2 separate regions of the Sus scrofa genome follow, and region 1 is linked to region 2. The links are chromatin contacts, called in public HiChIP or PLAC-seq maps. All regions are on one chromosome and are shown on one strand. Each heading gives the region's core, a stretch centred on a gene start, on an enhancer-like site or on the middle of the called end of the contact. The rest is flanking DNA. Distances are from core to core; before and after follow the strand shown.

Evidence for each region. HiChIP or PLAC-seq counts read pairs in DNA pulled down with a chosen protein or histone mark.
Region 1: a contact with region 2 is called in an H3K27ac HiChIP or PLAC-seq map of alveolar macrophages, with 7 times the contacts expected there. The contact joins the promoter of STXBP2 here to the promoter of MCEMP1 in region 2. A contact is called at or near these places in 2 of 5 promoter capture datasets (fetal liver and liver), 17 of 47 Hi-C or Micro-C datasets (alveolar macrophages, blood, brain and 8 more) and 1 of 2 datasets of contacts at active chromatin or transcription factors (alveolar macrophages).

What each region holds. Positions count from the first base shown.
Region 1 is chr2:71,510,691-71,515,904 of Sscrofa11.1, forward strand. STXBP2 (syntaxin-binding protein 2) reads right to left here and starts at 2,756. Exons shown (of 19, transcript XM_003123150.6): 1 at 2,661-2,756; 2 at 1,281-1,330; 3 at 910-991; 4 at 355-431; 5 at 126-204; 6 at 1-34. The coding sequence starts at 2,697. All of the region lies in intron 1 of PCP2 (Purkinje cell protein 2 homolog), which reads left to right.
Region 2 is chr2:71,474,124-71,479,329 of Sscrofa11.1, forward strand. It overlaps MCEMP1 (mast cell-expressed membrane protein 1), which reads right to left and starts at 2,003. Exons shown (of 7, transcript XM_021083917.1): 1 at 1,845-2,003; 2 at 1,463-1,647; 3 at 809-937; 4 at 602-652; 5 at 381-527; 6 at 1-12. The coding sequence starts at 1,562. The region is part of intron 1 of PCP2 (Purkinje cell protein 2 homolog); the gene reads left to right.

The DNA.
Region 1 (5,214 bases), core at 1,506-4,005, 37 kb after region 2:
CGGCCCAGCTCACTGAACAGGGGCTCCGGGCAGGCTGTGCCACATGGGTAATAGGGGGCATCAGGCCAGAGAAGCCCCAACACCCCCTGGCCCAGACCCCCAGACCCTTGGCTTTCCTCACTCACTATCGGTGAAGAAGACATGTGCTGCTTTGTAGGTGAAGGTCGGTGTCCCCCGGAAGTCTGCAATCAGGGCCTGCACCGACTGGGGAAGGCAGATCACTTTCCGGGGTTGGCCCACTACCCCTAGCCTGACCATCCCCTGCCCGTGTCTCCCAGCTGCTGCCTGTCCCCCGTACACACGCAGACGTGCACGCATGTGCACGCATGCACACACACCCATTCACATAAGCACCTTCTCCGTGGGGCTCAGCAGATAAATGGCCTCCAGGCTGGGGATGGGTTCGCGCCGTTTGTTGATGTCCTCAACAACTAGTAGGAAGAGAGAATGGGGCCAAGGCCCATAAGGAGTCTCAGACTCAGGGAGCTGGACACTTGGGAAGGAGGCTTAGATGCTTGGGCACGTGAAAGGGTGACCTCCCTCAGGGTCCAAGGCAGGTGATGGGTCACACAGCTAAGAGCTACAGAGGCAGGGTTCTCCACATTTGGGGGTCACAGAGTCATACCCCCTGGGGATGTCTCATAGAAAGTTGCACACTCTGGGGGTCACACACTGAGTTCACCCTGGGAGTCCTACATGGGGTTCCACACACAGGGGTTGCACAGCTGGGGAGGCTGCCCTCTTAAGGGTCGCAGTCAGGGAGCCCTGTGTGGGAAGCCTGTCTATTATGGGCTAGCGAATCAGGGCTGTCTATGCAGGAAGTTGCATACTTTGGGAGTTCTGGACAATTTGAGGGGATCCCACACTCTGGACCCATCTGGGCAGCTTGGGGTGGGGGTGTCCACTCACTGGTGATGCCCTCAGCCAGGATGTCTGACATCTTACAGCAGGATGACAAAATGCGCATGCTCGGGTGGTCCATGATGAGCACCTGCCCAGAGGGATGGACAGATGGACCAGTGGACCAACAGAGGGCGGGAGAGGCTTAAGCTCTTCTTGAGGAGGAGCTGGAGTGGTGGACAGGCCTGACAGCTTCAAGAGCCGGTTGAACAGGAGGACCCAGGACCCCATTCCCCACATGACTCTATCCCAGATCTGCCCATCTGATCCCATCTCTGTGGACTAGCAGCCTCCTCAGGGAGCTGGAGGGAACCCCACATTCAGGGCCTGCCCCCCGTCCCCACCATGGGTTTGGACAAGGCATTCTGTCTTGCTCCTACCTTCCACTCCCCATCCTTCTTGACGCTCCGAATGACTCCACTCAAAATTTCTGCAGGGAAGTGAGGGCCAGGCTCAGAATGCTGGGTCCTCTGGGCCCACCACACCACAAAACCTTTTGGGTCCGGGGCAGCACCTCCATCTGAACTCCCAGTAACTTCTCCCCCTAGTCCTGTGAGGTAGTTCCTGGTCACCCTCGATTTATAGACAAGGACATTGACTTTCAGAGAGAAGTTAAGTTGCCTAAGCACCCTGGGCATCTAAGTGGCCAAATGCCTACAGCATAAGTAGCCACTGGATAAATGCTTTTAGATAAACAAATAACTGGAAAGCCAGGACTCACATAACAGGTCTACCTGCCTCCAGAGCTGGCCTCAGCTATTTGAGAGAACTCTTGCTATTTGAGTTCTCTTGGTGAGATTTCAGCCACGCCCTCATTCCACCTCCATCAGTTTCCCCTGAACCAGAACTCAGGATCCCTAGATCCTTGCTCTGAGGCGTGCCTGGCTGTGGTCATCCCATTACTCAACTTCCAGCCTCAGTTGTCTCATCTGTAAAATGGAAGCAGTGGCTTTCCTGCCTCCCCTTTAACCCCTGTATAAGAAGCTCCTTTTTCAGTTGGGTTGCTGGGCGTTTGAGCCACACTCCGCGCTGCCTAGTGAAGGGAGTGGGTAGAAGGGACAGGGCAGCTCCGCCCAGCAAGACTGTCATGTACAGTGTTATCAAGGCAGCCTGGGCCAGGGCGGAAGGAGCTGCTGAGGCCGGAACTACCGGAGGTGGGGGAGGGAGCGACCTCCACCCCTCCTCCAAGAACCCGGCCCGCGAGGCCTGGACGCCTGGGTACCTCTCCCCCCTCCCCCCGCCCCGCCGCTGCATGGAGCTCCTGGGGACTGGAGAAGGAGGAAGGCGTCCCCTACTCTTGGACCTGGATAGGGGCCTGGACACGCCCCCTGGGCACTCTCACCACCTGGGGTCACGCATCAGCACACCCAGCCCGGCCCCAGTCCGCATCACGGGGCCTCAGGGGTCCAGCCTGTCGGACTTTGCCTGACTCAGAGACCCTGGTCTCTGGATGTCTAGCTGTGCCATAACCCCTCGCTGTCATCCCAGCGGGTCCCGGAGTCCAGGCTTGGCACCTGGCTGCGCCCCGCTTAGTCTGATCCCCTTGGGTTCGCGGAGTCCAGTCGCCCAACTTTGTTCCGCTCTCTCACGGTAGAGTTGGGACGTCCAGCTAAGGCCAAGTCCCCGCCCGCCCCTTCGAAGGTCCTGTGCTCGACGCCCAGACTGGCCCCCGACTCCCCACCGCCTGGGTCCCAAGGTCCGTGCGCCCCCAGCCCCCGCCCCCAGGGGACGCAAGAGCCCGTCCCCGGAGCGGCACTCACTTTCCCCCACCACCGCCTTCAGCCCCGAGGGCGCCATCTTCCCCTAGGGGCGCCGCCGCTTCCGGGTCTGTCCCAAGGTGGGGGCGTGGCCCTTCGCGTCATCCACGTGGACCCCGCCCAGCGGGACCTGGCCCCGCCCCTGCGCACCTGGCCCCGCCCCGCCGTCTGTTCTCGGAGAGAAAGAAGGGTTCTTCGCGGAACTAGTCCACGGATGTGTCCACTTAGACGTGCACCTAGTCCCTGAAGGGGCATATCCCGAGGACACGCTCACAGACGTGAGCTCAGACACACTTCCCTCGCTTGTGTCCAGCGGGAAAGTGGGATTGCAAGGCAAAAATCCCTTAATCTTCCCCAGGCAGAGCTCCACTCTGCCAGAAGTTTCTCTGTGTCTCAAGGATACTGTGTGCCCACCCAGAGCCGCGGGGCCACTGTGAGTCACTTCTGTACCCGAGTTTAGCAGCAATAGCGGGCTTGGGCAACAACTGATGAAACTGGAGAGGAGGCTTGTAGCAATAGCTGGAGCTAAGCCAGCGCCTACTGTGTGCTAGGGACTGGTGCCAGATTCTCCATGGATCCTGACAGGAGGAGGATAGACAATGAAACCACGGCTCAGACCCTTGTTGAAGGCCACGTGAGGAGTAGGCCTATTGCAATGGGAAACACCAGTCTGTCCCAGGAAGTATGCTTGTCACAATCTTGCTGATACACACAGGGATTCAGTGGCATGTTCAACTGCTTGCACACTCACACACACCTCAATTCACACTCAACTCCAAATTTCAGGGCCTGCGCCTGCTGTGCACCAGCTAAGGGCTGACACCTTGTTAGGCAGAGGGCACAGTCCAACAGCACCCAGACAAATGGGGTCCTGGATTTAAAGTGTGACACATCGTGTAAATAAAGACTCCTGAACTGGTTCAGTTCCAGATCAGTGCTTTTATCTGATCATGTTTAAGAGTCAACCAGGTGCTGGGCCCTCTGCCACTTACATGGGACAGGTGTAGAGTCCCAGCAGTGAATAAGATCAGAAAGGCTGGAGTTTCCATCATGGCACAGTGGAAATGAATCCGACTAGGAACCACAAGGTTTCGGGTTCAATCCCTGGCCTCGCTCACTGGGTTAAGGATCTGGCATTGCCATGAGCTGTGGTTAGGTCACACACAGGGCTCAAATCCTGTGTTGCTGTGACTCTGGTGTAGGCCGGCAGCTGTAGTTCTGATTGGACCCCTAGCCTGGGAACCTCCATATACTGTGAGTGCAGCCATAAAAAGCAAAAAAGGAAAAAAAAAATCAGAAAGCCTGCCAGGTGGCACTTAAAGTTGAACAGAGCCCATTGACAGAGAAGTGGATAAAAAAAGATGTGGTACATATACACGTTAGAATATTACTCAGACATTAAAAGGAAAGAAATAATGGCATTTGCAGCAACATGGATGGACCCAAAAATTATCATGCCAAGTGAAGTTAGTGAGACACTAGTGTCATATGCTATCACTTACATGTGGAATCTAAAAAAGGACACAGTGAACTTCTTTTCATAACAGATACTGGCTCACAGACTTTGAAAAACTTAGTTTCCAAAGGAGACACGTTGGGGGTGACAGGATGGGCTGGGGGTTTGGGATGGAAATGCTATAAAATTGGGTTGCGATGATTGTTGTACAACTATAAATGCAACAAAATCCATTGAGTTAAAAAGTTGAACAGAGGAAGAGCAGGAGACAGAAAACAATCAATTATGCCTTCAGGAAATAAACAGTGACAAGATAACAAGTGCCAAGGGTTGGGGAATGCTTAATTTAGGTGGTGCCAGAGGGCTACCCTGAGGGGGTGGCTTTTAAGCATAACCCTGAAGGACATCAAGAAGTAACCATGCAGAGAGCAGTGGCTGGAATGAGGTGAGAGTGGGGTTGAGAGTTCCCTTAAAGGAAGTGAGGTTGGAGGGGCTGCAGAGGCCAGATTTGTTTCTTTTTCACCTTCTCTTTCTCTCCCTCACTCCCTCTCTCCCTTCCTTCCTTTCTTTTTTAAATGGCTGCACCAGCAGCAACACTGGATCCTTTAATGCACTGTGCCAGGCTGGGGATTGAACCCTCACCTCCGCAGCGACCAGAACCACTGCATTCAGATTCTTAACCCATTGTGCCACAATGAGAACCCCCTCTTCCTCTTTCTTTCATAGCTTTATTGAGATATAATTCACATACCATACAATTCGCCCACTGAGAGTGTACCATTGGATGGCTTTTAGTATATTTACAGTCGTGCATCCATTACATCAATTTTTAGAACATTCCCATCACCCCCGGGTGTTTGGGTTTTCTCCTGAGGACAATGGGGTCAAGGGAGAATTCTGAGCAGGGGAAGGAGGGGAGCCCTGCAGCTCCTGGGAGGAAGGATGGGTTGCAGGGGCAAAGCAAGGAGCTAGGAGACCCCCAAGGAAGCCAGGATCCTCTCTAACTCCTCAGCCTGCCCCCTGGTGGTGAGAATCTAGGTTCCGCCACCCCAAACTCTACTCAGTGAAGGGGACCAGGGTCTTCTGCTGTAATGGGCTCGA
Region 2 (5,206 bases), core at 753-3,252:
TGTTGGTTAGGTCTGGGTTTGGGGGAAAGATAAAGGAAAAAGCTTTATCTTCAGGAATCATGGAATGCGAGTGCAGAAACAAATGGACACATGTGGGTACATTCTCTGAACGCCCTTGGTGGGGCTTTAGCACCTTTATTAGAAACCCCCTCCCTTCCTGACCCCCAATCTGGGTTGCCACAGAATGTGTGTACTTGGGGTTCCCAGCAGCATTTCTATACTCCCTGAGTGACTTGGAGGGTGACATCCATCACCCCTAAACTCTGTGCTCTGGGAGGACGGTCCCCCTGCTGTCCCCTCCTTTGACCCCCCCCCGCCCAGCACCCAGCCCAACCCTGGGCATGGAGACAGATTTGCCCAGTGAAGGTCTGTAAGGGCACCTGTTGGCAGTGTCCTCAGTTTCAGGTTCCCCTCCTGGACCTTGTTCTTGACCGTTTCAATGAGCTCCTTGTTCGAGTTGATCCTCTCCTTGATGGTGCTCCAGCCTGCCTTCTGCTCTTTCTGGCACTCTTGCACCGAAATGGAGACTGAAGGTGCGGATCAGGGAGGTCTGTGTCACCATTGCCCCCCACCCCACCCCTCACCCCGGGCCTCCTCTCACCATTCCAGATCTCCCTTTTCAAGACCAGCAGCTCCTGGGACAGCTCGGAATCTGTTCGGGATGGGGAGGTGGAGCAAGAAGAACTTTGAATCGCCTCAGTTCTGCCATTGGGAGCAGCACTGGGCCTCCCTGGCCCCTGGGGACCCCCTCTATGCTGCCCCAGACCCTTTCCTCGCCACCAAAAAGCAAAACCAAACCCCCACTCACTCTTCATCAGGACCAAGGCCAAGAGGACAACGCAGGACAGGGCAAGGAGAATGTGTAGGCTCATCATGGCTCTGTGCAACCAGTGGGAGAACTGGGCAGGGTCTGAGGATGGCCTGGACCGGACTGGGACTGGGGCAGAGGCAGGACAGGTTACCTCCAGGGCCCAACACGGCCACTCAGACCACCACCGAGAGCTCTGTCGTCCACACCCACTGGTCCCAGTACTAAAAATTGCTGGGGCCATCCATAACACTGCCACCAACATGCAACCTAGCCAGTGCCCCCTGCAAACGTCCCCAGTAGTCACCATTATGCTCCCTTTATCATCCTTGTCACCAACAGCCACCGACATCAGTGCCTGATGTTGCCAGCATTGTCCCATCACCAGACCTCATCAGCTCCGTCTAGGTGATTCCTTCCTGATCCACTCCATGGTCACCTAGACACCATCACCGTCACCCAGACCTTCACCAACACTTCCATGAGGACAATCACACCACGGTCATCATCACCAGCTACAAAGCTACCCCCTACCACTGTCACACACAAGCCTTGACATCACCACAGCCATTGACCTTGACCTCCACATGCTGCCCTATGTCCCTGAAGCCCCTCCCAAGGCTGTGTGATGTGCCCTGGCAGGCAGCTACTTACCCTTATTCTTGGGCGGTGAATGACTGCTTTTTGACTGATCCCGGTTTCTGAAGGTCAAGGTGATATTCTCATAGGCAGGGTCATTTGCACCTGTGGGCATGTCGGTGGGAGGGGTTGTGGAAACCTGGTGGGAGCTCTGGGGCAGAGATAGGTTTGGTTCACCAAACCCTGTGAGCAGCAAATTTCTGGGGGTAAAGAGAAGGAGTGGAGAAGGAAAAATCTTCATCTTGAGTAAGTGGAGAGGATGCGTGTGAACATTTGGGTGATACATAGAAACACGCATGTTTTGCGTGGGGGAGGGAACCCTCTGGCCCCCACTTTCGGCCCTTGACCTCTCCCTCTTGACCTCTCCCCACCGCCCCCGGCCCCCGAGGTGCCTAACCTTCTTTACAGGCTGGGGGCCCCTTTTTCTTGTCTTTGAAGGCTGCCGCCTGCATCTTGAGCTCCTGGTTCATGTAGATTTCCTCAGTCTCCATGGTCCCCAGCCTGCTGGTTTGTCTGTGCACATCCCCACCCACCGGAAAGTGTCTGGGCAGATGAGGAAATCTCTGCATTACGGAGGAGGAAAGGAAGGAGGGGTCATCCTCTTTTCAGGGATCCAGGACCCTCCCACTCTGGGGCATCCTTACCCCAACCCTGGCTCAAGAAGGGTCTTAGGAGACTAGAGTGTCACAGAGGATGAAGAAGAGATGCCCATAGACCTGGAAATGGAATAGAGTGGTCGGGAACCTGGGGGGGGGGAGGTGCTCACTAACGCTATGGTGGTCACCTATCGTAATGCATAAATGTGTTAAATCAACACATTGTGCATTGTAAACTCACACAATGTCACCGGTCAATTATACTCAATGAAAATAATTTTTTTTAAAGGATGGGAACTTTACAGGAAGCTCTTTGTGTCTGTCTGTCTACCTAGATGAACCTCATCCTCCTGTCTCCCATTGCTCTCAGGGGAGATATGTGGCACCCCCAGAGTCCCACTTTTAGGGGCAGGAGTATCCAGCCTTGGAGTTAGGATTCCTAGGTCCCAACACCTTTCTTTGCTCTGTCCCAGTCCCACCATTCGGCTCCACCCTAAGAAGTTCTGCTTCTTCAAGGCCCTTTGGAGGAAGGGAACGGATATGAGGCAATGGTGCTCACCACTGGAACGCCACACCCACATCTGGGACTATGGCCAGACTTCATCTTGACCTAACCCCAGAAGTAGTTTCCCCCTCCACCTGCAGACCCCTGGAGAAACACTCAAGAACACACACTCATCCACACATCTGCTCACCTGCCCTGACCCCCCCCAACACACACACACAAACACATGCACATGCACACACCCCTAAATACACCTAGTCACACATCTACTCACGCGTATGCATGGCACGCTCATTTGCATGCTTATACATATTCATGAACTCACACTGTCCTCTGGCTAGGTGTCTTAAAGCTCTCTTTGAGCCCATCTGACCTTAAAAGCTGAGGATTAAAATGAGACAAAGTAGCAGTTCCCATCACGGCTTAGTGGAAATGAATCTGACTAGTATCCATGAGGACACAGGTTTGATCCCTGGCCTCACTCAGTGGGTTAAGAATCCAGCGTTGCGTTAGCTGTGGTGTAGATTGCCAATGAAGCTTAGATCCTGCTTTGCTGTGGCTGTGGCATAGGCCAGCAGCTGCAGCTCCAGTTCAACCCCTAGCCTGGGAACTTCCATATGCCAAGGGTGCAACCCTAGAAAGAAAAAAAAAAGACAAAGTATATAGGGAATTTTCTCTTTAGGTCTAGAGGAGTGGCTTCCTATAGAAATATAATGTAAAACATGTAGGTTTGCGGGCAAGGTTTTTTAAAATTGAAGTATCATTGATTTACAATATTTATATTAGTTTCAGGTGCACAACATAGTGATTCAATTTTTTTTATTGTTATTTCCCCCAACACAGTTTTTTTCCACTGTACAGCATGGGGTGATTCAATATTTTTAGGTTATACTCAAAGTTATTACAGGAGTTCATGCAGTGGATTAAAGATCCAACTGCAGTGGCTCAGGTCGCTGCGGAGTTGTGGGTTGCAGCCCCCGCCCAAGAACTTCCATATGCTACTGGTGTGGACATGAAATTAAAAAATTAAAGTTATTACAAAGTAATTGCTATGTTTCTCTGTGCTGCACAATGTATCCTTGTTGCTTATCTATTTTATACATAGTATTTTGTACCTCTTGATCTCTTCCCCTTATATTACCTCTTCCACCTTCTTCTCCCCACTGGTAACCACAAGTTTGTTCTCTACATCTGTGAATCTGTTTCTGTTTGGTTGATTATATTCATTCTGTTTTTTAGATTCTACATGCAATTGATAACACACAGTATTTGCCTTTCTCTGACTTATCTCACTAAGCCCTCCAACTGCATTCATGTTGTTGCAGGTGGCAAAGTTTTGTTCTTTTTTATGGCTGTGTAATATTCCGTTGTATATATATACCACGTCTTCCTTATCCATTTATCTGTTGATGGACACTTGGGTTGCTTCCATAATATCTTAGCTATTGTAAACAAGGCTGCTGTGAACTTGGGGTACATTTATCTTTTCAAATTAATGTTTTCATTTTTTTGAATATATACCCAGGAGTGGAATTTCTGAATCATGTTTTGGTTCTATTTTTAGGTTTTGTTGAAGAACCTCCATACTGTTTTGCATTGTGGCTGGACCAATTTACATTCCTCAACATTGTACAAGGGTTCCTTTTTTTCCACATTCTTGCCAACATTTGCTATTTGTAGGTTTTTTGACCATAGCCATCCTAAGTTGAGGTGATACTTCATTGTGGCTTTAATTCACATTTATCCAGTAATTAGTGATGTTGAGAATCTTTTTATGTGCCTGCTTGCCATCTGTATGTCTTCTTTGGTTAGATGTCTATTTAGGTCTTCTGCTCATTTTTTAATTGGGTTGTTTGTGAACGATGTGTTTATTGAGATATTTTACATTTTTTGGTACTAGGTCTTCAAAATCAAATGCATATTTACACTTAAGTCACATTTCATTTTGGACTGGCTACATTTCACTGCAACATTGGACTCCTCTAGAATATCAAAGTTTTCTCCTGTTACCAAATTCATGTTCAGCCTCTTGCTTGCTACTCAAAAGCTGATACTCAAGAGACAAGCATTGGTTGGAAAGGAAAATTTGCTTTATTCAGGAAGCCAGAAACCTGGGGAGAAGACAGATTCACATCCAAAAGTCAACTCCCAGCTGCTGACCAGGGGGCAAAAGCTTTAAAAAAGGAGTTTCAGGAATTCCCATTGTGGTGCAGAGGAAACGAATCCAACTAGTAACCATGAGGTTGCAGGTTCCATCCCTGGCCTCACTCAGTGGGTTAAGGATCTGGCATTTCTATGAGCTATGGTGTAGGTTGCAGACAAGGCTCTGATCCTGCCTTGCTGCAGCTGAAGGTCCGATTAAACCCCTAGCCTGGGAACCTCCATATGCCATGGGTGCAGCCCTAAAAGGCAAAAAAATAAAAATAAAAAAGGAGTTTCAAGGGTGTTTGGTGGAGGGAGGGGGCTATGTGCAGAATAGCACAGTCGGATCCGACAGTCATCTTGAAAAAATTGATCATGCAGTGATCAGATCAGTGTCATCTTGATTATTTATTTATTTATTTTTGTCTTTTTAGTGCCACACTAGCAGCATATAGAAGTCCCCAGGCTACGGGTCGAATTGAAGCTGTAGCTGCTGGCCTACACCACAGCCACAGC